Regions from separate parts of the Mus musculus genome. Here regions 2, 3, 4, 5 and 6 are each linked to region 1. A link is a contact called in public Hi-C, HiChIP or PLAC-seq and promoter capture Hi-C data. All regions are on one chromosome and are shown on one strand. The core of a region is the stretch at or near the end of the contact, and the rest is flanking DNA. Distances in the headings are between cores, read along the strand shown.

What was found. Promoter capture Hi-C pulls out the DNA fragments that hold promoters and counts their contacts. Hi-C and Micro-C count contacts between places; a contact is called where the count stands out from the background. HiChIP or PLAC-seq counts read pairs in DNA pulled down with a chosen protein or histone mark.
Region 2: a promoter capture Hi-C map of pre-B cells shows a contact between it and region 1. The contact joins the promoter of Suclg1 here to the promoter of Tcf7l1 in region 1. A contact is called at or near these places in 14 of 39 promoter capture datasets (the 3T3-L1 cell line, 3T3-L1-derived adipocytes, the HPC-7 cell line and 10 more), 1 of 15 datasets of contacts at CTCF or cohesin (the NIH/3T3 cell line), 3 of 484 Hi-C or Micro-C datasets (CD8 T cells, muscle stem cells and nephron progenitors), 13 of 115 datasets of contacts at active chromatin or transcription factors (bone marrow-derived macrophages, embryonic basal ganglia, embryonic forebrain and 9 more) and 2 of 9 other capture datasets (embryonic stem cells and liver).
Region 3: an H3K4me3 HiChIP or PLAC-seq map of embryonic stem cells shows a contact between it and region 1, with 11 read pairs. The contact joins the promoter of 0610030E20Rik here to the promoter of Tcf7l1 in region 1. A contact is called at or near these places in 2 of 39 promoter capture datasets (cranial neural crest and second pharyngeal arch cranial neural crest), 2 of 484 Hi-C or Micro-C datasets (embryonic stem cells and nephron progenitors) and 3 of 115 datasets of contacts at active chromatin or transcription factors (embryonic stem cells and extraembryonic endoderm stem cells).
Region 4: a Hi-C map of bone marrow-derived macrophages shows a contact between it and region 1, with 16 read pairs. The contact joins the enhancer-like site here to the promoter of Tcf7l1 in region 1. A contact is called at or near these places in 7 of 39 promoter capture datasets (the 3T3-L1 cell line, the C10 cell line, the HPC-7 cell line and 4 more), 1 of 484 Hi-C or Micro-C datasets (bone marrow-derived macrophages), 1 of 115 datasets of contacts at active chromatin or transcription factors (bone marrow-derived macrophages) and 1 of 9 other capture datasets (adipose tissue).
Region 5: an H3K4me3 HiChIP or PLAC-seq map of embryonic stem cells shows a contact between it and region 1, with 9 read pairs. The contact joins the promoter of Vamp8 here to the promoter of Tcf7l1 in region 1. A contact is called at or near these places in 4 of 39 promoter capture datasets (cranial neural crest, frontonasal cranial neural crest, maxillary cranial neural crest and 1 more), 3 of 115 datasets of contacts at active chromatin or transcription factors (embryonic stem cells and pancreatic cancer cells) and 2 of 9 other capture datasets (liver and pancreatic islet).
Region 6: a contact with region 1 is called in an H3K27ac HiChIP or PLAC-seq map of embryonic stem cells, with 2.4 times the contacts expected there. The contact joins the promoter of Sh2d6 here to the promoter of Tcf7l1 in region 1. A contact is called at or near these places in 3 of 39 promoter capture datasets (the 3T3-L1 cell line, cranial neural crest and stem cell-derived epiblast-like cells), 2 of 15 datasets of contacts at CTCF or cohesin (the NIH/3T3 cell line and embryonic stem cells), 1 of 484 Hi-C or Micro-C datasets (embryonic stem cells) and 10 of 115 datasets of contacts at active chromatin or transcription factors (embryonic stem cells, extraembryonic endoderm stem cells, memory CD8 T cells and 2 more).

The regions. Positions count from the first base shown.
Region 1 is chr6:72,786,209-72,790,913 of GRCm38.p6, forward strand. Tcf7l1 (transcription factor 7 like 1 (T cell specific, HMG box)) reads right to left here and starts at 2,837. Exons shown (of 12, transcript NM_009332.3): 1 at 2,502-2,837; 2 at 2,354-2,417; 3 at 2,003-2,130. The coding sequence starts at 2,744.
Region 2 is chr6:73,245,953-73,250,657 of GRCm38.p6, forward strand. It overlaps Suclg1 (succinate-CoA ligase, GDP-forming, alpha subunit), which reads left to right and starts at 2,553. Exons shown (of 9, transcript NM_019879.3): 1 at 2,553-2,801. The coding sequence starts at 2,705. Gm38834 (a long non-coding RNA gene) reads left to right here and starts at 2,811. Exons shown (of 2, transcript XR_869182.3): 1 at 2,811-3,431.
Region 3 is chr6:72,345,373-72,350,077 of GRCm38.p6, forward strand. It overlaps 0610030E20Rik (RIKEN cDNA 0610030E20 gene), which reads left to right and starts at 1,945. Exons shown (of 4, transcript NM_026696.1): 1 at 1,945-2,143; 2 at 2,221-2,339; 3 at 3,157-3,308; 4 at 3,625-4,705. The coding sequence starts at 2,037. The coding sequence ends at 3,747.
Region 4 is chr6:73,179,743-73,184,447 of GRCm38.p6, forward strand. It overlaps Dnah6 (dynein, axonemal, heavy chain 6), which reads right to left. Exons shown (of 77, transcript NM_001164669.1): 12 at 1,965-2,085; 13 at 1-118. Among named protein-coding and RNA genes, the nearest start is that of Dnah6, 40 kb to the right of the region's middle. Within about 2 kb of position 2,484, at least 30 of the 459 cell types and tissues checked have an H3K27ac peak or open chromatin away from gene starts, as enhancers often do. A contact at or near this core is called in the HPC-7 cell line and bone marrow-derived macrophages, where this site is marked.
Region 5 is chr6:72,388,829-72,393,533 of GRCm38.p6, forward strand. It overlaps Vamp8 (vesicle-associated membrane protein 8), which reads right to left and starts at 1,839. Exons shown (of 3, transcript NM_016794.3): 1 at 1,646-1,839. The coding sequence starts at 1,648.
Region 6 is chr6:72,517,133-72,521,837 of GRCm38.p6, forward strand. Sh2d6 (SH2 domain containing 6) reads right to left here and starts at 2,904. Exons shown (of 12, transcript NM_001374030.1): 1 at 2,828-2,904; 2 at 2,629-2,750; 3 at 1,779-1,836; 4 at 806-828; 5 at 418-469; 6 at 1-53. The coding sequence starts at 2,694.

The DNA.
Region 1 (4,705 bases), core at 1,587-4,086:
GACAGCTACAGTGTACTTACATAAAATAATAAATAAATCTTTAAAAAAAAAAAAAAAGATACAGGCATGGGGATGAGATGGGAGTCAAAGTCCCCAAGCCAGTGGGCTAAGAGGTGAGTGTGGAGAGCCATCGAGATGGCTCTGTGGGTAAAGGCCCTGGCCAGGCAAATCTGATGATCTGAGTTGGATTGCGGGGGACTCACACGGTAGAAGAGAATCCAACTGACTACCAAAGATTGTCTTCTGTCCCCCACGGAGGTACTAACCCTGGCGTAAGCCTCAGATACACCCAAGTGCACACACACACACACACACACACACACACACACAGAGAGGAAAGAAAATGTAAAAACTTAAAAGAAATGAGTGTGTGGAGGAAATCTCCAGTTAAAGGGCTAAGTCGTATTTGGGATGTTTCTGATGACTTTTAACTTCCTAAGACCTGGCTCAGAGCTGACATATATGATAAAAACAGAGAAGATGGCAGGCACTAAAGTGGCTTAACAGACACACGTACAAAGATATGGGAACTCCCTGTACCTGCATGGGCAGGAAAGCTGGGGGTGGTCCCCAACATTGGCACACACCTTCACCTTGAAAGTGCAAAAGCAAAGCCCTAGGCCTATATCCACTTTCAAAAGGACTTCTTGGGGTACCCTGAAGTGGAGCAGGCCCAAAACTGTGAGGGTCTTTCTCCACCCCAGAGCAAAGGCAAGCGGTGTGAGTGTGGTTCTACGCCCTTCTTCCATCCATCAGAACGCAACCCCTAACCCCCAACCCCTAACCAGTGAACAACACCCACACACACACACACACACACACACACACACACACACACACTACACGAACTGTGGAGGCCATCCTGCTCCACCCAGCAAGGGCCCGAAATGACAGCAGGAACGACCCATTCAGCGCCCAGATCTTCCATGGCCACCCTTGAGTATAATCATATTTAAGATGAACTTTTATTCGAGCTCAGTTCCCTCAGGGATGCACTCCTGAGGAGTAGACACGCCAGCAGGGAGAATGAACCAACCAACTCTGGAAAGCTCTGTGCGAGGCAGAGACAACGAGCAAGGCGCCGCACAGCAGGAGGGTGTGCACCCAGGATTTACCATCCAACCCAGCATCAGCATAGGAAACTTGGATGTGGAGTAGCGGCTCGAAGACCAGGCCAACCCCGAACTGCACCCCTCATTTCGCAGGGGAGAGAGGCGGGAGCTCCGAGCTGGAGAGGGGTGAAGGAATCCGCCCTCATTTGCACATTGTCTGGGGCCGGGTCAATTTGCTTAATCACCGCTCTAAATGCCAGGCACACAGCACACAATGCGCTCCCATTAACAGGTTTAAAGTGTCGCAGCGCTCGCTTTAAATGAGAAAAGCCCGCAACAAAAGGGGGAAAAAGCCAAGTAAGAATGCCTTGGGTCGCCCTCCAAACCATCTCAGAGGAGTTTAAAACCCAGAGTTCTGCAGAAAAATTGAGGCCCTGGGGGTGAGGATTGGGGGTGGGTCGTGAATAGTTCACACAAAATAAGGAGTTTGTACAGCTCACAGCAGCCCAGGGAACCCGCAGGTCAGAGGACATCTCAAGTCAGGATCCTCCAGGCCCTTGCCCAACTTTCTCCCTTGCCAAGGGGAAAGCTGACCAATCTCCGGGAAGGAAAGCGAGACACCCCCCCCCCAAACACACACCCCCCACCTCCAAAGGCAGGCACAAATCCAAGTTTTCCTTTGGTAGGAGCAAGGAATTTGGGAGGCTGGGAGGTCCCACCAGGCCGCAATCTCCCAAAGGCGAGAAGTTAAAAGAACTTTACTTTCATCCCGTTACTGGCCAAAAGCAGTCTCATACTAGGCCGCCACAGGGGAGTTTGACTCTGCAAACAAGTTCGGCCCAGGATCAGCTCAGGCAGGAGGCCCCATCCCCCACACCACGGAAAGCCCAGGGGCGCATCCCGCCGGGCCCGACGCCCACCGGTCCCGGCACGGCCGGACTGACACTTACGGTGCGCGCTCCACCAGGAGACAGGGGTCCGTTGGAGAGGTACGGGCTGCTCAGGTCTGGAATCATCAGGAAGGGGTACCCAGGATACGCAGGTCCCTTAAAAAAAGCGCCATCCTGGGGCCTTCTCACTGCGGACAAAACCAAAGTGGAGTGAGGTCAGGGGTCCCCCAGACAGAGTAGCTATCTGGAGCTCGGGGCGGGAATCTGGAACCCGAGCACCCCTCGAGTGAGCCCCAGAGTGGCTGCTGCAGCGATGGGAGGAGAGCAGGGGTTCCGCCACCCGGACCGTGGAGACCCGTACGGCCAATCGCTGATGGCTGGAGAGTGGAGACTGACGGAGAAGGCACTTACCTTCGGCGAAATAGTCGCGCGGCTTCTGGAAAGCGTCCCGGGCGGGCTGCGGGCGCCTCTCCGCCTGTGGAGGAGACACAAAGGCGAGGGCGGGTGAGCGGGAGCGGGACCCGGGTCCCCCAGAGGCTGACCCTAGGAATCCCTTTACCTCGGAGTCCGAGCTACTGCTCTGATTCTCCGATTCGTTGACCAGGGACGACTTGACCTCATCCAGATCCCTCTGCGCCGAAGCGCTGTCGCTGCTCGGCTCTTGCTCTTCGCCCCCCTCGTCCTGGAAGGGGATCAGCTCGTCGTTCGCTCCGAGGTCGTCCCCTCCACTGGTTGCCCCGGCTCCGGAGCCACCGCCTCCCCCGCCGGCGCCGCCACCGCGGCCACCACCGAGCTGGGGCATGGTGGGGCCACGGGCCGGGGCCGCTGCGCTCGGAGCCCCGCGCCCTGCCTGGCCCGGCCCGGCGCCCCTCCCTCCCTCTCGCTGGCCCGGCTCCGATCGTTTGGCCGCTGCGGCGACAAAGTTTTGACAGGGCGTGGCTCTGTGGGAAGCGGGCCCAGCACCGCCCAGCCGGGGCAAGAGACACTCGGCTCCGAATCGTCCCGCAGCACGGAACCTAGGACTCCCAACTAGCCGCCGCCACCGCCGCTGCCTTCTCGGCCCGGGCGTCCCAGCGCCTGGCCCGCCGGGGAGGGGCGATGGGGAAGGAGGGAGGGACCGCCCGGCGGGGCAGGGGGGCCGGAGGGAGGAGCCCCGGCTGCAAGCTGACACCCGCGCCTCTCGGAACCAGGCGAACTGCAGCGCGCGCACGCACACTCGTATTCACACTCGCGTCCTGCTCGCTTGCACCTTCCGGGGCCTACAACTACCCTCCTCGTGCGACCACCCTACCCCTCGAACTTATCCAGATCCCCTCCAGTGAACTCCATGGCTACCCTGGGAAGTCCTTTCTCGCACCCTCCCTCTAAGAGTCTGGCCCGCACTCCTTCACATCCCCTAACTTTCTTTGCAAACAAGCCCCAGAACTCCGCGCGGGTTCCCACTCCGCTCCCACCGCACTGGCAGGCAGCACTGCCCCCTGCGGGACAGCCGAGGACTCGCAGATCCGCCGAGCACAACCACTCAGCCTGCCGAGTACAGGATCCCATCAGCCCTTCTACTCAGCCAGATTTTGTGACACTTTGAAACAAGTTGAGCGGTCTTACATTCCCTTTCCTATGGTATTCCAACGCATTCCTGTCCCCAAACTGTGTTTTTGATCACTTCCTCTTAGTAAGGAACTACTGCAACCTTGAAGATCACGCTTTCTCTCTAAAGCTGGAGAAGAGGTGTGAAATTCAATACTCACTGTCTTGGATTCAGACGGGATTTTAACTGTATTGATTTTAAGAAGAAATTATCACCCAGAACTCCCAAAGCTGATTAGGAAGCTGCCGTGATAGCCCACAAGCACCATAAGCAAATTACCTAACTAGCTTCATAGGTAAAAAACAGACTTGAGAGAGTATCTGGGCGCTAACAAGATGGCTCAGCAGGTACTTACCGTCAAGCCCCATGTCTTCAGTTCCCTGTCCGGTACCCACATGGTGGAAGTAGAGAACAGACACTCGTCCTCTAGCTTCTACGTGTGGACCATGCCATGTGCACTCATTCCCTCACAAGTTAGGTATCATTTAAAAGATGGAGATGGTAGAGCGTGTATTTAGCATTCATGAGGTCCTGTGTTCAATCCTCGGGACTAGATAGACTCATATATCCTCAGTCAGCTGGGGATGGGGGAAGTAACGCCACTTGGAGCCATCCTCCATGGGGACATTGGTGACAACATAAATTTTAAAATCAGTCTAGAACGTCAGTATGAGCATATTTTTTAAATGTTTTAAACACAACTGAAAGCCAGGTATGGTGACCTGTGCTTTTAATCCCAAAACCTGAGAGAGGAAGCAGAGGCCGGTGGATCTCTGTGAGGCTGAGGCCAGCCTGGTCTACACAATGAGGTACAAGACAACTGCTTAGAGAGGCCCCTGTCTTTAAAAGCAAGCAAGCCAGCAAACAAGCAAGCAAGCACAACTTACACATGAGGCTGGACAAAGTTACAGCTTTAAGAAGGGGGTGATGGAGAGAGCTACAGTCCATCTGCATCTTTCTTCCCACAGAACCCACAGCAGGGAACTGGGCAGGTTGAGCCCCGACTTAGGTGGACCAATAATGGGTTTAAAGAAACACCATTAAGACAAAGATTAGTACATATAGCTTTCGGTGTCTCATTTAAAAACATTTTAGGGGTTGGGCAGTGGTGTCACATGACTTTCATCCCAGCACTCAGGAGGCAGAGGCAAGTGGATCCCTGAGTTCAAGGCCAG
Region 2 (4,705 bases), core at 1,303-3,802, 460 kb after region 1:
CCATCTAGCCAACCCACTGGCTACAGCCCACGAATCAGTGAACAATAGTGCAATCTGGCCATGTGTGATGGATTATATATGCTTAGCCCAGGGAGTGGCACTATTAGGAAATGTAGCTTTGTTGGAGTAGGTGTGTCACTGTGGGTGTGGGCTTTAATACCCTAGTCCTAGTTACCTGGAAGTGATTCTTCTCAGAGCAGCCTTCAGATAAAGATATAGAACTCTCAGCTCCGCTTGCACCATGCCTGCCTGGATGCTGCCATGCTCCTGCCCTGATGATAGTGGACTGAACCTCTGAACCTGTAAGTCAGCCCAATTAAATGTCCTTGTAAGAGTTGCCTTGGTCAAAGTGTCTGTTCACAGCAGTAAAACCCTAAGTCACCATTTAGACTTCCAAACAAATTGTAATACTATGTATACTATTGAAGCTCTGTCCACAGTGAAGATTTCCCTTCACTGGTGTCTTTCAGGGTTGTCCCCAAAAGAGTTTGTAATGCTGCAGCTGTCTATTTCTGGGTGATGCCTGCATAATGTACAGAACCATCAGGGAACCAGGCCCCAGTCTTCTCTTCTCAGCCAGCTGATCATAGGGGATATACCTTGAGGCTATAGGTGTGTGTGTGGCAGCAGACAGCATTGTAATGTGAGTGGAAACCATAGGCATTTGGAGAACTTCTTCATGTAATTTGCTTGTGCCTTCAGGACCTGGTTGGGCCAGATCACATATATACCACTTCCATTTATTAATAGATTGCTACTGTGCACATCCTGCTTTATGACTGGTGGATCAGATAATTTCCAGTGCATGATGAGCAGCTTACAGAGTACCTTGAGGTTATATAGTAACTTGGTGTCCCATTGTCAAACTAAGTCCCAATAGCAGGCTAACAGCTGCCTCTTAAAGGGAGAATTGTCTACAGATGATGATGAAGCCTTTCTCTAAAATCCAAAGGTCTCTTCTGTGACTCACCTAGGGGCCTGCCAAAGGCTCCAGACAGCATCCCTGCCTGTCACTGAGATCTCAAGTACCATTGGGTCTGCTGGATCACCTGAGCCAAGTGGTAGTGTGCTTGCTTGCACAACAGTCTGGACTTCTTCAAGAGCGTTCTCTTGCTCCAGGCCCCACTTAAAGTTAGTAGCTTTCTGAGTCACTATGGACTGGAGTCACACACCCAAGTGAAGAGGGTGCTGCATCCAAAATCCAAACAGGCTCAGTAAACACCGTGCTTCTTTCCAGTGGGAGGGGCCAGACACAATAACTTTACAATAGAAGGATAGCTCTGCATGCCCCAAACCACTGCACTCCTAAGAATTTCACTGAGTTAGAAGGTTCTTGAATTTTGGTTGAATTTACGTGTTACCCATGAATTCAAACTGGCTGCTATCCACTACTCACTTGGTCCAATCAGCATAATGTTGTCAATATAGTGTACACACACACATATTTACAATCTATACTATATGTTATATATACTATGTATTACACATTTTGTTAAATAAATGAAACAAAATGCTTAATTATTAAGTAAAGATTCAGTGAAAAATTTCCTCCTTAAAACCATTGTTCGCGGGCTGGAGAGATGGCTCAGAGGTTAAGAACACTGGTTGTTCTTTCAGAGGTCCATGAGTTCAATTCCCAGCCACCACATGGTGGCTCACAACCAAGTGTAATGAGATCTGGTGCCCTCTTCTGGCTCACAGACATACTGCAGACAGAACACTGTACATAATAAGTAAATAAATAAATCTTTAAAAAAATGTTCACACTGGACCTATTTGGAAAGCACTGATATTTAACTTTACCACAAGGGCAGGATCTACAAGACAAGTACACATGAGAATGGTGCGAATTATAATGACGACCTTACTGAGCTAAAATAACTTTATTGATTATACTGATAAGGAATCTTAGGAACGCGGTTTTAGACAAGAAACGTGGTGCTTTGGCTCAAGGACTTGCTAAGGTTTTAAAAGAGTGGAGTGAATAATTTGTTCCAATTGGGCACAAATCCTATTTGATCTCGAGTTGTAGTCCTTAGGATTTTAGAAAGAGGCATAATTAGCATTAGTAAATAATTAGCATTAGTCGAAGGCAGTGCGCCAGTTTGTTTAATAAAGAGATTCCTGCTTCAGGAAACTGTCAGCTAAGGGGCTTTTTAATTTTAAGTATTTGGTCACTTTTCCTTTTTTCTTTTGCCGGCCACTAGTGCGGATAATTTCCGGAACCGTACAGGGAGGACAAGAGGAGTACAATCTTCTCTGTAACAGGTCAGAAAAAAACAAAGTGCAGGATCACGGTCTGGCACATAGCATTGCTGCCGGCGCCTCCCCTCAGCGTTTGTCACGGCTTTTCCTGGGCGCCCACGCCGGAGTTTAAATCGCTTCCAACCCCTTCCCTTTCAGCACGCTGCTTACTCGGAAAAAAAATACATTTCCCACAACACCACGCGCCGGCCGGGCCTCTCATGGGCTGTCCCACACATTGCCGTTATGTTTATGGTTACCCAAGCCCACATCTACTAAAGAACAGAGCTATTGTTTGCTTTTCAAACGTCATCCTTCTTGTTCTTTTCCACTTGTAACGTTCACTGTTTGAGAAGAGACTCCGAGGAGCGTAAGATATTCAGGCTACTCCTCTAGACACCTTTCTGCGCGAGCCTGAGCCCATGCCAAGGTCCCGGGGTCCTGAGAGTGTCATTGGGGGATGACCGCAACAGTAGTTGCTGCGGCTGCCACTGCAACCATGGTCTCCAGCAGCAGCGGCCTCGCCGCCGCCCGCCTGTTGTCGCGCACCTTCCTCCGTGAGTCGTGCCGGCCCGGCTCTGTCCTCCATGCTTGCGTAGACCTCGGGTTCCTGATTCTGGCCCCGGCGGTGTCCGGGCTCTTCCGGGCGGGCCCTCGGAAGGGGCGAGGGAGCCACCGGTCCAAACGCCAGTGGCAGACCTCGGGGGTGGAGGGGGCTTTGTCCGATGGGGTCGTGGATCGGCCGATGCACTTCGCAGGGCGCCCTGCAGACACGGCAACAATATCCTAGTTCCCTCGGTGACGGGGTGTGTGTGTGTGGAGGCGGGGGGGGGGGGGTGAGGTGGAGGTGGCCTCTGGGCTGGCCCTTACTTGGAGCCAAGGCTAAAGAGGTCCAGGATGAACTCTGCTGGGAGTGTGAGCCCCCGGGTTGAAGAGGTTGTAATTTGTCCCGAAAGATTCTGCACTTGGAGTTGACCGTTCTGTTGAAGTGGTAGGGCCAACGGAAAGGTGGTTTCTGCACCCAGAGTCAACGTGGCCCCGTAGGAGCTTGGAAGCTGACCAATGATGTGTCGCTCTTTACGAGACTCCAATGAACACCTCAGTTTCTGAGAACCAATCTCCCAGGGTTGCTATCCTGCAATGCTGACTCTTGAAAAGTAGTGCTGCGTTCAAAGTCTCTGTGTTAGGTACGATAGGAAACAGCTTGGGAACCGGTCATGTCGTTTTTGAAGTCTGGCCAATCATTCGTATGTGTATAATAGTCTTTTTTTAAAAAGTGATTTCTCGATGGATGTGGTGGCCCACACATTTAATTCCTGCATTTGGGAGGCAGAGGCAGGTATGCGGGTCTTTGTGAGTTCGAGGCCAGCCTGGTCTACAAAATGAGTCCCAAGAGAGCCACAGCTGTTACACAGAGAAACCCTGTCTTGAAAACAAAACGAAATGAAACAAACAAAAGCCTACTAAACAAACAAACAAACAAACATCTCTCAAGTAATAGCTTGGTTTGTGAAGCAGAGCATTGTCCTGCCTATCACTAACAGGAGAAATGATTGCCGATTAAAACTGTGATGAGTGATTGGTTGTCAGGTTTATCCAGATCTAGGAGATGTTAAGAAGTAATGAGTGGTTTGGTTTCATTGTGTAGAATAAGTGAGTCAGTTTACTGCTCAGAAATAGACACTCATGTAACACTCTTTTCTTTGTGACATCTTGTTTCCTCTCGCATCAGATAGTAGGTGAGACTTAGTTTCTTTCTTGGGTATCCTAAAAGTGTTCAAGGATAAGTGTGCACCCAGTAGCTGTACCTCATTGCCAGGTCATTTGAGGACAGAGGTCCGACTTGGTAACTTTGCCAAATGTGAAAGAGTTGAGTGTATTTGGGAACGTTTTCTGGAGCACCTTCTTGACTGATTAAAAGGATACCTCAATGTGCTCCAAATAGAAGGGAAGGAAGGCATTAGTTGTGCCAGTAAGTGCTGTGGCTGGTAGAGTTTGAACACTTGTGTGTTGGGTATGGCCTAAGCCAGCTTATTTGGAATCGTTTGTGGGTTAAGATGTGGAACACCAGATGTGCACATTAGCTAGTTTTCTGGAACACTCACCTATGCACCAATGTCTCTCTCTGCTGAGGTCTTTCTGGTCCAAGACCCAGCCTCCATCCAGAAGGTCTGCTGTGTTAATAGAGGTGTTTCCAGAAGAGGAATGTCTAGGTGATTTGGTTCCTTAAATTCATCCTTAGCAACCCTCACCCCACAGAACTGAACGTCTTTCATCCTAGACTGCAAGACTGAAGGCCTAGAAGAGATTTAGCTTTCTGTTGCTGGAGGCATGCTGTTAAAACTCTGAGGGATCTAAGATCTAAACTAGGATATTTTTGTATTAGTAGTATTAGTATTAAGGTTACAAGTGACTAATGTTTAAAAACCTCTTAGTTGGCAGACCTTGGAATTCTCTCACA
Region 3 (4,705 bases), core at 695-3,194, 440 kb before region 1:
CAGGCTACTTTCATTTTAGGGAAAAGGAAGCTAGCACTCCACCCGAGATAGCTTCAGGACAATTTGTGTCTCGAAACGACGATCCAGAGATGTCCCCTGATCAGGGACTGATGACCTACACAGGAAAAGGAGTCAGTATTCCCAAATTAACTCCTTCATTCAGGCTTGTACCTGGGAACTTCAATTAGTATCATATTTAAAGGGCTCTTGAAATGAGTTTGCAAATACTCTGCTAAGGCGCATTTATTGTTTAGCTAATAAAACTTCAAATTCAGCCTTACCACTGAGTCATGCCTTAGTCCCTGCCTATTTGAACAGTTCCATCGAAGTATAATTGATATACAAGATAGTACACGTTTGATGTGTCTAATTTGCTAAATTGCGATGTATGAACACTTACAGATTCAAGAGAAGAAACTTGTCTCACCCCAGAAATGTCCTGTGCCCACGTGGAATCCCACCCAAACCACAATAGTGACTACATTTCCTAGAATTTTATGTTCAAGTATGAGTCGGTGTTTCCTCTTTCTGACCAGGTCTCATTCACGTCTAGGGTAAGGCAGTCTGTTCCTTTACTTTCAATATAACAATTCCATCAAGCAGATGCACTTGATTCTGTCACTGCTCTAATAAGTTTCTGATGTTTACATTTTAAACTGAAAACTTGGAAAGCTATACTCTCAGGATCAGGCAAAACAAATCCCAAAGTTTAAGGCCAACTGAGCTACATAGTTAATTCAAGACTATCCTAGGCTACATGCCAGAAGGAAAGAAACAAGAGAAGGCTATGCACTATTAGACCCTCAAAAGCCTTGGTTCCTCTCATGGTCAGTTAAGCAAGTGGTCTGGACACCAGCAGTGCAGCTCCAATGTGGCTGAAATAGGGACTGGGTATGGGTGGGGAAAACTTACCTACGTGAGCACTTGTCTGCCTCATTGCCTATCAGAGACAGATGTTTTTAGTATGTCCACTAATAAGCAAACAAACGGAGGAGATTGGCTCAATTGGTGAGAAAGCTTACTGTCCAAGCATGAGTCCAAAACTCCAGCACCCGTGGAAAAAGCTGACAGTGGGCTCATGCCTATAGTCCTAGCCATGTGGGAAATGGAGACAGGAGGACCACTAGGGCTTGGTGGCTGTCAGCTGAATTACAGGTTAAGTGAGAGGCCCTATCTCAAAGGAACAGGTAGAGAATACAGACAAGAGCACCCAGTGTCGTCCTCTTGCCTATACACACACACTACAAAAACAAAATTAAGGAAACCTAGGCACATTTAGATTAAAGAGTCAACCAAGTGGCATATATTAACATGTCTTCTTTAATTCTGCCATAAAGAAATGTCATTTGTAGGGAAATGGTGAACCTAAAGATGTTAAGCGAATTCAGTATAATTTAGAAAGAGTAATCACCAATATTGCATGTTTTTCCCATATGTAGGACCTAGATTTTAAGTGTGTATGTGTGTGTGTGTGTGTGTGTGTGTGTGTGTGTGTGTGTAAGAGGGGAGAGAAGGGGAGAGAACTATAGGAGGCAAGGAGGGGGTCTAAAAGAAGATGGAGCAGAGGTGATGGAGATGACAAAATATTTCTCATGAGCAGAATCTAGCTTTAAAGACAGGAGCAAAGTAGATACACACAACACATAGACACACGCATATGATCTCATAGTGAAGTTTATTATACTAAAGGGCTAGGAAAAGAAAGTCAACATCTCTAGACTAATAGAATGCATTTTCAGTATTCGTGGATGACTCGAATTTTTAAAAATAATTTCCTGGTATTAGCTATATATACTCCTTCTTTCGTTCAGGTGATACCACAAAGTAAGAGGACCTCCAGCTCTACGGGCGCTCACAGATGAAGGTTCTCAAATTTCGAAAGCATCTCTGCTCCGCTGCGCCTGGCCCTACGCAACCGGAAAAAGGGCATCGGAGCCGGAAGCCGAGGTCGGCGGCCGGAAGTCATGGTCCGCAGCCGAAGGCCCTAATTCCGCGGCAGTTGTGGCGGTTACGGCGGTTCTGTACCCAGCATACGAATGGAGGCGGCCCAGGATCACGGGCCGGGGTTGTGCTGCAAGCCCGGCGGGCGTCTGGACATGAGCCACGGCTTCGTACACCACATCCGTCGGAACCAGCTCGATCGGTACCGCCCCGCCCCAGGCCCGGCCCGGCCCGATTCGGCCGGGTGACAGCGCCTGACTCCCGCTCGGCTCCCCGCAGGGACGACTACGACAAGAAGGTGAAGCAGGCGGCCAAGGAGAAGGCGAGGAGGCGCCACACGCCCGCGCCCACGCGGCCCCGCAAGCCAGACCTACAAGTGTACCTGCCGCGCCACCGAGGTGAGCCGCCGCCTGTCGCCCGCCCGCCCGCGGTCCCGCCCCCGGGCAAGCCCCTCTCTCTGCGTCAGGGCTCCTGCCCACCTGGCCCTTACAGCAGCCACTGCATCAATAGCAGCGCCCCCTGGGCCAGTGACCCCAGTTAAACTGCACTGTTATATAAGGTAGCTGGGACCCGGCCAGGAAACGCTGTCCACCAGTGTGATCTATCAGGCTGGGTTTTAATATTTCTGCCACCTGGAAGAGAAAGTGTGGCAGGGATTTAAAAAAAAAGAAAAGAAAAGAAAGATCAGTACATAAAATGAAACAAACCCAGTAAATGGCCTTTTCTTGGGCTTTCTGTGACCATGAACTCATGTTGACTAACATATGACACTAAGTTTGTGGGCTGTTCTTTACAGAGGGGTTAGATCTTGAGTACATTATTGAGTCCGTAGGACGCTGTTAAGCTGAGGACTCTTATGTCTGTTTCCCTAGCCAGAGAGGTGAATAAGGTGTCCAACATCACAGACCTAGTAAATGGCAGAGCCTGGATTTGAACTGAGGCAGAGCTCTGTCCATCCTTTCAGCAGCTTCCAGTGATATTTGCAGGAGACATATGCAGCTTATACTTACTTTTTAACAGATTGTGCTGGAGTGGAGGGAAGAAGTTAAAATCCTGATTGACAGCTACATACATAACACACACACACACACATACACACCCAGGGTCTGTTGGAAGCTTGGAGGCTTTCTTGGTGCTGTTTTTCTGATCATTTCTGTGGGCAGGGGTTTTAGCAGCATACCCCCTCTTCCCTCTCACTCTGGTTTGCCCTTACAGATGGCTCCACCCACCCCGTGAACCCAGACTGTGAGGAAGCCAGTGAAAGCAGCAGTAGTGGAAGCTCCGAGCTAGAGCCTCCTGGCCGCCAGCTCTTCTGTTTAGACTATGAGGCGGACAGTGGCGAGGTCACTTCAGTTATTGTCTATCAGGTACGCCTTTTGGAAACAGCTGCAGCGTGACCGTCCTGGGCCATGACGGAAACTACCACCAGTTCCTGAACCGCTGTTAATCTCAGGGCCAGTGGGAAAATATGTCTTCCCAGCAGATAGTCTCAGCACATAGAGATTCCTAGTTGGGGGAACAGGGAAAACTTGTGACCCTCAGTTGAGAATCACTGTTACAGGGGACTCCTGAGAAACAGAAGCCTTAAGCCAAACAGTTCTGTGAGCGTGCTGTCTAGGAACAGAGCAGCACTTGTTTGAGGGAGAACCAGGCTCTGAGCTTCCTGACTCTTCCTCCACGTAGGACGATGATCCTGGAAGGGTGAGTGAGGCAGTATCAGCACACACACCTCTGGATCCAGCCATGCGGGAGGCCCTCAGATCGCGAATCCAGGAGGAACTTGCAAAACGCCAGAGCCGGCACTGACGGGGCGGAGGCAGGATTCACTGCACTTGGCAGAATTTTGCCCAAGGAGCTCACCCCTAGTTTGGGGGGTGTCAGGATGAGTCCATGTGATCTTCAGGGAGCCTGTCCTCCTTCTCTAAGCTGCTGTATCCACAAAGGTCTTGCAGGACCACATCTGACCTGTCTCTCAGCAGCCATTTTTCTTGTCTCATTCATCTAACCTAACATTCTGGAATTTTATGACAGCTTTGGCTAACTTGGTGTTTTGGGAGCAGAGACTTTAGGGAGAGCCAGGCTTTCTGAAGCTTTTGCCTGTGTGGTGCTGTCTTGATGAGGTCGTTTGTCAGGCCCCTTCATGTTTCTGCTTTCTTCCACTCATCTTTGCCTAGGCCTGTTTTCAGCTGTCACTTTTCCTTTCTCCTATCTTTTTGCCTTAGGTAGAATCTATGTCCCCCACCCCCAGCATGACTGTTTCTCTGCCACTCAGGAATTTAGCATGGGACTTCTGGGAGCCTGCCTTCCTAACAAGGTCTCCAAGTACTTCTGATGCCAATAAACAGGAGAGCTTTGGTTTTGAGGCCTCTTTGGAAGCACATGTCCTTCCCCTTTTGTGGCTTGCCCAAGCTCCTCATAGGCCTCACTGCTTAAAACTGTCTACGTAGGAGACCCAGGAAGAAGATGCTGAGCTAAGCTGCAGTCCTTAGTTGAAAAACCTGTCCTGCTACTCGTGGTGGCACATGCCTTTAGTCCCAGTACTCAGGACTCAGGAGGTAGAGATGGGTAGATCTCTGTGAGTTCAAAGCCAGCCTGGTCATATCAACACATCTAGTTCCAGGACAGACAGTGGTTGAGAGAGCCTATCTCAAAACAAAACAAAAAAAGAAGAAGAAGAAGAAGATGAACCCGCCTTGGCTAGGCTTACCAAATTCACCATCTAGCTGTAAAGCAACTACCTTCTGCTCAGACTAAAGGGGAATTA
Region 4 (4,705 bases), core at 1,234-3,733, 390 kb after region 1:
TCCTTCAGCTGCTTGGTGTCGATAAGCAGCAGGCCTACGTTTCGGGTGGGTCTCAGGGCTACCGAGTCCTTGTGCTGTTTATGGTATTTTTCCAGCTGGGAACTGAAGAATTGGACATCTGCAGAAAAGGAGATGCAGAAGTGATAGTATGTTTCACATTAGATTTTAAAGCAACAGCCTACAGTCGATTAAAAACCACCCCAGCCTGAAGGGCAGTCAGTAAGCAACAACAACAGATGTGAAGCAGGCAAGGGGATGGGTGAATGAGAGCCCTTCTTCTCTGCTGGTGGGAATGTAAACTAACCCAGCCAAAGGGTAGCCAATGCAGAGTCATATACATCTACCGTATATAACTTATGCTACATTATATATACCATCCTTAATTGTTGAGATTATAAATAGAGCTCTATCTCTCCTGGGTGTGAAACTAAAGGACTCAGAGCAACATATCACAGGGACACTGCACATCAACGTTAATGTAGTTCTGTTCCACTCACAACAGCTAAGTTACAGAAACAATCTCGATGCTTGGCAGTCGAAATGGGTAAAGGAAATGTCATTAATATACACAATGGGTTGGTTTTTTTTTCAGCTGTAAAGAATGAAGTTATGTCATTTGCAAGAAAACAAATCAAGCCAGCCTCTGAAAGGCTAATATCATGTGCCTTATGTGGTTTGTAGATTTTTGTATAGATACATAAGGTCATATATGTGTATATGTATATATAGAAATGAAATTGTCCAGAGAGAATTGACTAATTGTTTTGTTTTCTAAAGTAGGGCCACATTTGGCATCTTTAGCAATCTAGCATTGGTTGAAAAAAAGTATCTTGTTCAGAGTATTGAAAGTTAAGGGGTGTGAGAAGCAGGTCCACTGCCTGTCATCTACCTCTGTCTGGGGGCGAAGGGGTGTGGCTGCATGCTTGAGGTCATCTCCCTCTGTCTGGGGGTGATGGGGTGTGCCTGCATGCTTGAGGCCTTGCTTTCCTCGAGTCTGCAAGCAGTTCCATTATAAAGTGTTCACAGGCTCTACTTCATCCTTTGCCCCTCCCCACCAGAGCCTCATGGTAGGTCCTGGGCCTGTCAGCAAATATAGTTACAGTTGGGGGGGAGGGCGGGGAGAAGGAGGAGAAAAAAGAAATAGGAGAAAAAGAAGGAGGAGGAAGAAGAGGAGGAGGAAGAGGAAGAGGAGGCACAATGTCTGTTCTTTCATAAGATCACAATTGAATCATAAAAGAAGAAAGCCATAGGCTGCCAGTATACCTCAGAGCATACATCAGGCCCTTCATTTAACCCCTGTGAGTTAGATGATATAAATTATTAAGCTGGTTATTTGGAATAGATCTACTTTGTGTTCAAAAACCATATTTTATAAAAATAAAAATTGGATTTTTTTTCCTGAAAATAAAACGCCATAAAATCAGTCCATAAGGTTAAAAGGTCACTCGCTTGCATCATGCTCTGGAAAAGACATCCTGTGAAACACGTCCAACTCCTGTCACACCCAAGAATAAGGATTCCAATGGAATGGTTTGTCCCCGGGCCTGAATTCAACACTAAGAATTGTTGATCATCCTCACCAGGTCTCAGGGTGGTATAGGAAGAAAATTGTATCTTGAATTTCTGAGACAGAGGGCTTCTGTAAGCCTTGCCTGGCAGGAATGGTAGAATCCCACCTCCTTTTCAACTCTTCACAAGGCACACAGGTCTTACAGCAACCTCGACAGATGGGCCACGCGTGACTGAGGAACCACCCCGCACTTTACCAGATACAGGGATGCGGGCGCAGAGGAAAGAAAATGAGGGATTCCATGGGAAATACCAGATGTGCATAAAGTCCTGCCTTTGCCTGGTCAAACGTTTCAGGTCAACACTCGGTGTCACTGAACACCACCAAACAGAAACCCAGAAGACGACAGGTCTTGTTATCTCGGTCAAATGTGCTTTAGCGAGGGCAGACTCACCAGGCTCCTCCTGCTTCAGGGCTTCTAGATCCAGACTCTCGTTTTCCTTGAAGAATAACTGAAACTTTTCAAATGTCGCTGCGTACAAGCGTGCAGAGTCGAACGCTGCGTGAATTGTTTCCTAAGTGGTGACAGATGAACAAGACTGATTTTTTCCCCTAATATTTCTAGTTACGTGTGTGTGTGTGTGTGTGTGTGTGTGTGTGTGTGTGGTGTGTGTGTGTGTGTGTGTGTGTGAGAGTACGGGCACATGAGTGCAGGTGCCCATGCCCATGGTGGACAGAGGTGTCTGATCCCCCAGAGCAGGACTTCGAAATGTGAGCTGCCTGGTGTGTGTGCTAGAAATGAAGCTTGCACCCTCTGAAGGATCAGTGTGTGTGGTTAACGTCGGAGCCATCTTTCTAACTCTCAAGGGAATTTTTCCTAAGTAGAACACACACACACACACACACACACACACACAGAGCACATCACACCACACCACACCACACCACACAGCACGCATATGTAGATCTCAGTTCTCTATTTTTCTACCAGCCAATAAAAACCATGAGTTCATGACTCTAATCTCAATGCAAAACCATTCAGTTCAGAAAGTGGTCTTTCTTTCCCCACTTGTTAATTCTTTGAAGATATATAATCTCTTCATTCCTGTGCTGGTTAGGGTTGTGTGTTTGTTTTGTTTTGTTGTCACTTTGCTATGAGCTAGAGTGATCTTGGAAGAGGGAACCTTAACTGAGGAATTTCCCTCATTAGATAGTCTGTATGCAAGTCTATAGGGCATTTTCTTGATTAATGATTGGTGTGGGAGGGCCCAGCCCTGTGGGGACAGAGCCATCCCTGGTTTGTTTAACAAAGCATTCGGAGCAAGCCCTGAGGAGTGAGCTAGAAAGCAGCCTTCTTCACTGTCCCTATGTTAGTTCCTGCCTCTTCCTGACCTAACTTAACTCACTGACTGACCACAACTCAGCTGTAAGCTGAAGTAACCCTTTCCTCCCCAGGTTGCTTTTCGTCTCGGTATTTCATTACAGCAATAGCAATCTAACTAGTACAACTGCCCACAATATGGTTTTACTTATTTGTTCAACTGTGGAACACACAGAAAGTGGTCTGGGATTGCAGATACACTGATTCCACGGACAAAAGCAAGCTTAGAAGTTAGCATAAGGTTATGTGGCCAAAGTCCTAACTACTATGTTCAAGTTTATGTGGGGCCCTGAGTTTCAAACCTTTCATTAATAATGATGATGAGGAGGGTGATGGTAGTGGTGGTGATGATAAACTTGCTTTCATCCTCATCTTCCCATTCTTCAGTGTAGTTATGTTGCTCAACTAACTTGGATTTATTTGGTTTTGTTTGTACTTTATTCCCCCTCCACTCTTGTTTAGAACTATATTAAACCTACACTCAGAAGGGTTACTCTCCTTATTGTTTGCACTGCACACCCCCCACTCTGACCCTTCCTGAATCATTTCCACACTCTCCAATGCAGAGCTGTTTTCCTTGGCTTCTGGTTTACGGGCCTCTCTGCCCTGCCCCCTTTTCTGACGCAAAAAGGACAGATGACAGAAAACTGTCTCTTGGCTTGCTCACTTCACAGTGAGTCTTGGATGTCACTCCATACAGTTAACCCCTGTCTTCCTGCCCGGGGATGGGTATTTTGATAGTTTCTGATGTTTCCGCAATCAGAAGCAAGATGCTAAGAGTAGCCTCATGTGTATGTTCTTTTCTATCTCTGACCCTGTGTTTTCAGGTGTGTCTAGAGGTGGCATTGTTAAACCAAAAAGCAAATGCACGTTTAGTTATTTTCCCTCATACAATGCAAGTTCTTTATTCTCTGCATGGCTGCAGTGGTGCAGGGTGTATGATTTCCCACAGGTTAGCCCACGGGAGGTTTTGGCACACTTTTTAATTTCACAAACATGTTAGTTGAAAGATGCTAATTCAGTTTTCTTTGACTTTGCACTTAGCTGATGGGTGATGTAGTATCATCTCTGTTTGGTTAATAGTTTTTGGTAGGATTTCTGCCTAATGCTTTGGCCATCTTTCCTCCCACCTGTAGTCCTGTCACCCAGAGCAAAGTTTCTTCGTGCCTTAAGAGGCCAGGCTGGATGATATAAATACATTCTCCCAGTTTGCAAATGTACTTTTACTAATGATTCAAATTCACCTTAACCAACATCTACACAGTAATCTCAGAGCTTCTAAAGACTTACTTATTTGTTTGTTTCTTTATTTTGATGATCATTTCTTTTTATTCTAATGGTGTTGGCTAGGCCTCTGTTCTTATTTCTTTTCTATTTGGTCTTCCTTATGATGATAATGGTATGTTAAAGTATTTTATTTATGTTATTTTTATTATGTTCTATTTGTGATTTAGCCTGCTTCTTTGTCATACGAAAGCGTCTCCTGACATATTTGATCCACATACATTTATATTTCATCACAAACTGTGGGTTTTAAAGTACTTCACTGTCTTTGATGCATTAGTGCTTATTGACTTAACACTCCTCTGTCTGGCATGGAGGTTAACATAGTAGGTCGGAAACTGATATCTTCAGCAAGATCTGCCTGCAAAGAAGACCGCTGTTCAATATCAGAAAACCTGGCTTTCAGAAAGGGCTCCATCATCATTTATCTAGAATGTGAGGCCCATGTCTGAATAATTCAGGAAAACATGTGGTTTATGCTGAACATCTGCTTTCCCTCTGGGGAGTCTGGCAGTTTGGTTCATGCTAGG
Region 5 (4,705 bases), core at 589-3,088, 400 kb before region 1:
TGAGCCACCTCCCCAGATTTATTTATCTGAGGCAGGTTCTCATATAACCTAGGCAGGCCATAGGCTTCCTAAGTAGGATGGCCTTAAACATCTGACCCCCTGTCTCTACTTACCCTGGGCTGGGATTCCAGGTGTGTACCATTATCCTTGTTTTATGAGGTGCTGGGGATGAAACCCAGAGCTTGACGCTTGCCAGGCAAACACTCTATCAGCTGAACCACATCCTTAGTCTGTCATAAGTGCATTGTGTGTGTGTGTGTGTGCTGGGGAATATACGTGTATGCACATGCCACGGCACGCATGTGGAGGTGAGAGGACAACTTTCATGAGTGGATTGTCTCCTCCAGTTGGATGGGCAGGAGAGAGCAGGATACTGAATTCAGGCAGGCAGGCTTGCTCTGCAAACACTTGTACCTGCCCAGCCATCTCGGCTGCCAGCCATGTAAGTGCATTTTTTAAGTCCCAGAAGATGAGGTTTGACCCTGGATTCTCATCCACCTTCTTTGGAGGATTTTCAGCGTGACAAGGAAAAACAAAAAAAAACAAAAAACAAAAAACAAACAAACAAAAAAACAGCACACGACTGCCCCTGTCTTGACTCCACAAAGAGGGTCAAGGAGAAAACCCAGCTGACGTTTCCTCAGCAGAGCACAGCCAAGAACTATTAACTGGTTCCTGTAGCCTCCCTCGGCTCAATCCTAGTGGGTTCTCTCTAAAACTGTGAGAGTTGACCAGCAGCACACTCTTGCCCGGCCCAACCCAAATAAATGCCCTTCTCCAGACAGCTGTTGGTGAGTTCTGGTTCCAGCCTACTGGGCAGTGTAGCCCCGGTTCAGTGGATGTGGCCCCCAGAAGGCATCATGTGCCGTTGGACCATATACTTCTGCTTTCCCCACAATTTAACGCCTGGTAGGCCGCACACCACCGCCTGCTTATGCAGATATTAATAAAAGTCCTTCCTGCTGCGGTCGCTCTATCCAGGAGGCCTCTAGATAAGGCTTTTGAACAAGGAGGGAAGAGGCCTGACTCCTCCCTTAGGGACCCAGGGGGCCTCAGGTACCGGCCACGGGTGTGGGCTGAAGCTAGATTATCGGGAAGAACCGCCATCTGGCTGCTTTACAAACCCTTGGCACTGTTGCTAATGTTTCTAGAAAAGGGTGGTGCTTTTGGTGGCCAGGCAGATAGATCCTCTGGGTGTCTGCATAGATACAGTGCGAGGGTAAGGGGGAGAACTCCAGTCCGCGGGGCTGGAATCTGAGCCCCAAAGAGCAGGAACGCTTGTGGCCCGGTAATGTCACAACACCGGGCTCAGGCCCAGCTGGAGGAGGCGGAGGAGGGGGAGGGCGCGGCGCAGCAGCTCGGCTTGGAATTTGGGTCCCCCAACCCCCACCGAAATCCTGATCGGATCCAGCACCGAGGTCACGGGAGGAAGGAGGTGGAGAAGTGTCAGGAACCCCTGGCCCGGAGTGCGGAGCTATTTGTGGAGGAGTTGTCAAAAGTAAGGAGACAGAGGCAGCGCTGGCCCAACCCCGCCAGCCCTCTGACTGCCGCCAACTTACCTTTCTCGACACAGGCAACCCCCAGGCCCGATCCCCCTCTGGCAGCTGCTCTAACTCGCTCTTTTCTTGGTCCCCACGTCACTCACCATGTCTCGGAGCACTTGGGCCTCTCAAAGCAGAACTTCGCCTAGTCTGTTTCCACCCAAGGCAGCCACAGCTTCACTTCCTGCTTACTCCAACTTTCAGCCCGCCTCCTGACCATCCCGCGACTCCAGCCACTCCGGCTCCTGCCACACACGTAACTGCAGGTTTCTCCAGGTAGGCGGCTGCCCTCTGCTGCCGTCCTCCTAGTCTCCTCCCAAACAAAAGCTTAAGCAACAGGGTTGGGGGAGGGGGGAAGGAGAAAAGAAGGATCAACAGTCCTCCTAAGTTTTCAGAAACTTCTTTTATGCTTCAAAGAAGTAATTCTAGTTTTTCAGGGACTTACATTAGCATTATTTAGATAGAAACGAATGTACAGGCGAAGATACCTTGTTGGGCAACCTTTGTCCCCAAGGGCCATCCTGTATGAGAAGAGAGCTCTAAGATCCCCCAGAAAACGGGGGCTAGGGAGATGGGTCAGCAGTTGGGATCACCCGCTGCTTTTGCAGTAACCCAGGTTCAGGTCCCTACACCCACCCCTGGCTGCTCACAGACACCTGTATCTGCATCTCGGGGGGGGGGGGGGGGCAGGGGCGGTCCAGATGCCCTCTTCTGGCCTCTGTGGGTATGTGAACATACGTGTGCATACATACACACACATACACATAATTAAAGTCTTTAAAATCTCCAGGAAAATTCCAAGTTGGCCCTGGGGGTGGGATCTTTGTCCCCCTCTAATGTTCTTCGGGTGCTAAGGCTGACCTCAGGCAGTGGGAGGAGTGCAAACAGCAGGGGCAGGGCACCTTATCCTTGTCACAGGACACAGGACAGTCGGGGAAATGGCTCACTCACCAGCCCCTCCTTTCCTTCTGGAGTTGAGCAGTCCTACACTTCCTTCCAAAGGTCACCGTGGGGGTTGGTGACCCTGGTCAGTTGTCAGAGGGTTGTCAGACAGATTAGGATGGGGGCCTAAGAGTAAAGGGTTTTTCCACCACATGTGGCTCTCCGCCAGAGAAAATCTGCTCTTCTCCGGATGGAGTTTGTCAAGACAGAACAATAACAGGGCAGAAAGAGAACAGACATTCTTTCCCACCCCAGAGTAAATAACACCGTCAAGGAGGAAATCTTAGCTCCTCCAACAAATAAGAGGGGTTTTGTTTTGTTTCATTTTGTTGGCTATAATAAATTTAGAATCCCGGAATCATTTTGGGACACTTATGTGTTTTCCCTCGTGCCTGCTCAGGCAGCCATGGAGGAGCTATATCTACAAACACTGCACGCTTAGTTTTACAGAAGCAAATTAAAGCAACTAGTAACACTTTAAAAAAATCTTTAAAAATTTTTTTTGTTGTTGTTGGTTTTTTTGGGTTTTTTTTTTGGGTTTTTTTTTTTTTTGTTTATTTGTTTGTTTTTTTTTTCCGAGACAGGGTTTCTCTGTATATCCCTGGCTGTCCTGGAACTCACTTTGTAGACCAGGCTGGCCTCGAACTCAGAAATCCACTTGCCTCTGCCTCCCAAGTGCTGGGATTAAAGGTGTGCATCACCACTCCCGGCTAAAAGTTTTTATCTTATTATCTTTAAGTGTGTGTGTGTGTGTCTGTGTGTGTGTCTGTGTGTGTGTGTGTGTGTGTGTGTGCCTGAGGGCAGAGGGGTTAGGTTCTCTGGTGAGTTGCAGACAGTTGTGAGACACCTGATGTGGGTGCTGGGAGCTGGACCCTTCTATGCAAGAGTAGCACGTGCTCTTAGCTGTAGAGCTCTCTCTCTAGCCCCTAGTAACACCTTAAAGCGGCACAACTCCTTTCCTTTCCTATAAAGCAAAAGAAAAATCTAGAATAAAGAGGAATGAGATCACAACAGAGAATGTCTGTACTACACTTGATCTTAGGCAAAAGGTCAAGAGGCCTTGAGAATGTCCCCATCCTGCTGATCAAGGGCTCAGTGGTCACAAAGAAAGAACTGGGTCCTGGAGAGATGGCCCTTTGGTTAAAAGCATGTATTGTTCTTCCAGAGAACCCAAATTTGATTCCCAGCACCTGGGTCAGGCAACTCATTACTTGTAACTCTAGCTCCAGGGATCTGACGCCCTCTTCTGGCCCCACAGACCCTATTCATACACACAAACACAGACATACATAGTTAAAAGGTAACAGTAGCTGGGCAGTGGTGGTGCACGCCTTTAAACCCAGCACTTGGGAGGCGGAGGCAGGCGGATTTCTGAGTTCGAGGCCAGCCTGGTCTACAAAGTGAGTTCCAGGACAGCCAGGGCTACACAGAGAAACCCTGTCTCGAAAAAAACAAAAAACAGAAACAAAAAACCATAAAAAAAAAAAAAAAACTCTATATTTTAAAAGATTCATCTTAAATCACAAGGAGGTTTATAAGACAGAACCTGCCTGGGCCAGTGTGGTGACGAATGCCTTTAACATCTTGGGAGGCAGAGGCAGGGGGATCTCTGGGAGGCCAGCTAGTCTACAAAATGAGATACAGGACAGGCAGGACTACGTCTCAAGACCCTGTCTCAGTGTCGAAGGCTCTCTCAGTAGCAACAGAGTTTGCCTAGAATCGCCAAAGCCCTGGGTTCTGTCCCAAGACCTCCCACCCCCAAATGCTTGCTCTGTTCTTTTGCTGCCCAGTACAACGCTGACTCCATACGGCCAGTGAGCTCTCCCAGCGCTGCTAGTGAGAACGGAGGCTGGAAAATGCACAACAGATTACAGCAACTTAGTTCGAAAAGAAGAACGCTACTTTCATAAATGTCATGAACGTTTTACAGCCTTGTGCAGTGCTGCTCCAGAACTCAGGAATCTGAGCCGGGGCAATCACACATTCAAGGCTACCTTGGGCTACAAAGCCAGACTGTGTCTCCAGTCAATCATTCATCAATCAATCAGTCAGTCAGTTAATCAATCAGCCAGTCAGCCACATTTTCTTTCCTAGCTGGAAAGAGAGTCCAGTGCTCCCTGCAGTGCCAGAGGAGCCCTCGACCTCCCGAGCCACATTCACACTGCACCTCCAGCCTCTCTGCTAGAAAATGTAAACTACACAACTAATAACAACTTTACTCT
Region 6 (4,705 bases), core at 1,654-4,153, 270 kb before region 1:
AGGAACTGGAGGTATCAGGGCTTTGGAGCTCAGAGACCTAGTCAAGACTGGAACTAGAATAGAGAGGGCATACAGAGTCTGGCTGGGGACCAGGCAGGGAAGTCCAGGCTGATCAGGAAGTGGCTAAGAACAGCCTAGGGGTCTACTACTGCTGCCTTTGACTTGGCTCTCCTGGAGACCTTCCATGGGGAGATTCTGCTTGGTGGCCTGGCTGGAGCAGCTGAGAACACCCCCTCCCCACCCACTACCCCCTGTTTTTTGCTCTAAGAGTGCCAGTCACCTCTTTGGTAGGGCCAGTGTGGGACCAACAGCAGAAATGAAGACTCCCAGGTAGGGTCTAGAGGGGAGTATTTTGGAGGGAACAAGAACGGGGCCAGGAGAGTGTGTTCATGGGTAGTGGGAGGGGCAGGCGCTCACCTGGATCCGGCTCACACTCCAGGTAGATGTCCTCATCTGGTTTCTTTGTTACCTAAGGTGTAGGACTATGGGTTTGACTAGACCTGTGGTCCCTTTTAAACATGTGCCTTATTAGTGAGGAAGTAAGACATGGAAGAAGCCACTGACCTAGAGGAAGGTGGCTCTAGCCGTCTCACTTTCTCCTTATGTACACAAGAAGGGCATGCCCCAACTGACTTCTCCTTTAGGAGTGCTCAGAGAGTGGGGAGGCTCTGGGTGGCACCAATGGGTTATATTTTTGGAAGAGAGAATGACTCTACAGCAGACCTTTCCCTCGGATGCTCATTCCAGCCCTATCAGTTTTCCAGAGAAGTCCCTAGATTACAGGATAGAGAAGAAGGCAGCTCACCATTCTAGCAGATGTACCTCGCCCTGTAAGGAAAAGGGAGAACTAGCACTCATGAACGTCAGAGAGAAAGGGGCACCCTTAGTCACAGTGCTCCTTAGAGCACTCATGAGCACCAGCAGGAAGAGGGCTAGGGCACCTTTAGTCGCAGTGCTCCTCAGAGCACTCATGAACATCAGTGAGAATGGGTCTAGGCATCCTTGGTCACAGTGCTCCTCAGAGCTAGCTTTGGAGACCCAGGAGAACACACCTCATTCACTCATCCTTTCTCTTTACAGCCTTGACATATCACCAGGCTTAACTTCTCACCAAATTTGCTAGGCTTGGTTCCAGATAACTTTATGGTAACACAAACAAAAACAAAAACTAAACAAACAAAAATCCTCAAGGTGATGGAGGTTCACCAGCAACTGAGACTAAGATGGACTGTGCCTCGTGTGAGCCGTTTGACCTTGGGCTGGAATACGCTAACCCTCCTGTAACCTGTTTTACTCGGGGATGGTTCAAATGGTCCATTCCCCCCACCCCCTATCTTGACATTCTAAGGTCCTGTGGTCATACATCTCAAGGCACTGACCATAGGGGCAAGTCTCTGGAGAGTGGAGACAATGGGAGTGACAGCCCAAGGTTGCCTGTTGATGAGGGATAATACTCAGCTGTCTCACTATGGAGGGTCTTAGGTTTGACCACTTCATTCTAGGGTGCCCCTCACCTGGCCAAGGGATCACACTGACTGAAGACAGGGCCTGGAGGTCAGGGCCTCTGCTTTCAAACTCTAGGGCACAGCAGATCATGGCTTTGGTGGTAATGATACCTGTACTGACTGACTTGGAGGCTTGGCAAACAAAAAGGAGGTGTGGCTAGGAGGGATGCAGCAAGCCCTGTTCAAGGCAACCCCAAAATTCTAGGAGAGAAGAAGTGTAGGAGAGGCCTCCCCTCCCTATGTGGAGCCGTGGAAAGAGAGGGGACACTCTACCTTGCCTTCCAAAAACAGGTCCCTGCTTTGCAGGCTGTGGGTTCATTGCTGTCTTCAGCTGTGGGCATTATGGAAAGAGGGAAATGAGGGAGGAGGGAAGAGGGAGGAGGGAGGAGAGAGGGAGGTGTGAAGTGCAGGCAGTTGAAGAACAAGGAAGCTGGGGTGCAAGGGGGTAGAGCTGATGTGCTGCTTTCAACACTAACACTGAATTGTTAGCCTGTTCATGCTTGAAGCTGAGGCAGGGTAGATGTGAGTCTAAGGCCAGCCTGGGCTCCATGAGACCCCCCCTCTCAACTGCCCCTCCCCCAGAAAACACAACTGAACAAACAAAAACAAACATAAAATACTACAAAAGGAGACTGACAATGCTTCCCCCTGCCTCTAGTTGGGGTCCTTTCCTTACTGCGAAATTTCCCCTGCTTATTTATTTATTTTTATTCTGTAAAATACGAAAGTGAATAGCCACCAGATCACAGCGGGGAAGGGAGTTGGGATGACGACAGCTGACCCCTCTGGCCAGAGATGGGTCCTGTGGTCCAGGGCCCAGGTGAAGGTAGCTGAGCCTTGCCCCCAACCCCAGCAGAGGATGGAGAGCCCTGCTGAGCTGTGCTGGAGCGGGGAGCAGAGCAGAGGGGTGACTAAGGAAGGGATGAAAGGACCCTTTAGGCAAGTGGGAGGAGCTATTTTGTTGTTTATTTGTTTGTTTGTTTCACTCTGGTTTGTAATGCACAGGCAGAGGTTTCCTGGCATCTAGAATATAAACGCATGTTGGGGGTGGAACGGGAGCGGGGAGGGGGGGTGGGGGGGCGGGAGGGGTTGTGCAAATGAGATGTTTGTAAGATTTACTCACCGGGAAATGGTAGCCAGAGGTAGGGCGGGTAGGGAAGGAAGGGTTTATGGGGAGTCCTCTGGCCATGGTAGACTGAGGCGGGGGCAGTGGTGGCTTGGATGGATCCAGGGGCCCAGAACGATCTGAAAGAGACCCCATGCTTTGTAAACTGGGGAGAGGGAGGAAGGTCCTCCCTAGTCTATTCCCACTTTCTCCCCACCTAGCCCTCATCTCTCCCTCTCTCCTCCTGTCTCCTCTACTTATTGGCTTCTTAACAGCTCCGTCTCCATGGCAACTGGAGACAGTCAGCTTCCCTGCCCCCACATGACTGAGCGGGGGTGGGGGTGGGGGGGTGAGATGCCAGTGGTGGTGGCCTCTCAGGGCATTCCCACCCTGGTTGGGAGGATGTGCAGCGATTTCAGAGGAGGGAACGCAAGGCCCTAGGGACTGGGTCGGGCTTCCTGCTTTGTCAACGTTGCCTTAGTTACCTCACCCCTCCCTCCTGCCTCCTCTCCATTTTCCTTCTTTACAGTTTTAACTCCTTTCCATCTCTCTAGCCTTTTCTGCCCAGCTGAGAGGCCTCAGTGGCAGCCAGCTGAGGCCCTTTTCTGCCCCAACTCAGGCAGAAGGAAGAGAGGCCGGGCCGGATTCTCCTTTTGTTGGACCCTCTTGCCTTGACCCAACCTCTCAGCCCTTCCCTCCTCCCAGCCCTCACCCAGATACAAGGAGTCGTCTTTAGAGCCAAGAGACTGTGCAGGGGCCAGACTGACGGGCAGAACCTCACAGGGGGGCAGCTCATATTTATCCTCCTCTTCTCCCTCTTCCTGGGCCTTCAAAAAGGGATGCTGGTGGCATAGGGAAGATGGAGGCTTGAACATGGCAGGCCCTGGTGGCTGGTGCCTCCCTCCCTCCCCTCCCCCATCCTCAGCATTCCGACTTACCCTGTTTCTCCAGGTCTCTGGGCCAGACAGGAAAGATGGGTTGGCTCTACTTTCTCTCCAAACTTGGGTATCTGGATAGATAGACTGGTTTTGCTTCACCCCAGCCCACCTACTTCCAGCAAAAGGTTTATTTTGCTCTCTCTCTCTGATAAATCGTAAACCGTCTTCCCTTAACTATAGATTTCAACCCTACAACTAAAGGAACCCATAAAAGGGGCCTTTTTAGCAGTGTAGACAAGACAGGTGTGGTGAAACACGGGGATCTCGGCAGATGTGTTTGTTTCACCCATCAATGGCTCCTGACCCCCGTACCCGGATTCTGACCAAGACACGTAAGAGAACCAAGCTTAGGTGCTAAGCCTTGCTGGACAGGTGGTGGGACAGGCTATCTAGAGTCACTCAGGGAGATCCAACTGTGGAGGACCCTGGTCTGCTGGGCCCCTAAGACTCACTGTGCACTTACCTGCACCTCTGGCAGGAAGGAGTGGTGGCCCCAACCTGTAAGCAGACTCTACTCAGCTCTGCCCAAAGAGACCCTGAGTGCTGTCAGGGTGACATTGCACTTTAGACCACTCACACTTATGACTAGGAATGCTCTCTGAAGAAGCCAGTGTGACAGCCTGGACCTGAGATCAGAGCAATGGAAGGAGAAGACTGGGGTGGGCTCAGGGGGCAGGCAGAATTAGTGGCCTTTGGTGCACAGCTGGATAAGATGATACCCTAGGGATGCTGGGCACAGGGCTGGCAGAGTGGAAGCACACGGGTGGATAGAGATAGACAGCTGCTCCAGTGAGGGGGAGGTAGGTGAAGACAAAGGGGCGAGCAGGAGAAAGAGGGGCACTCACCGGGCCTTGCTGCCACTGAACCTGTCCTAGAAAGAGCAGGGGCAGAGTGGTTAGTACAGCTGGGACTCTCCCTGCCCACAGTCCTGGATCTCTAGGAGTCTCAGCAGGTATATGGGCCCAAGGATCCTCTAGAACCAAGTCTCACCATGGCAAGGTAGGTGAGCGGAGCCCCTTTGCCTCTCTAGAGCCCAGGAGCTGCCACAAATGTCCTGGGGGATAAGGGCTCCATTGTTCCCATTATTTACATATTCTAAGTATTGGAAGGTGCCCGCCTCTGCCTGTGGTCTCCCACCCAAAATGGACTTTATCCAG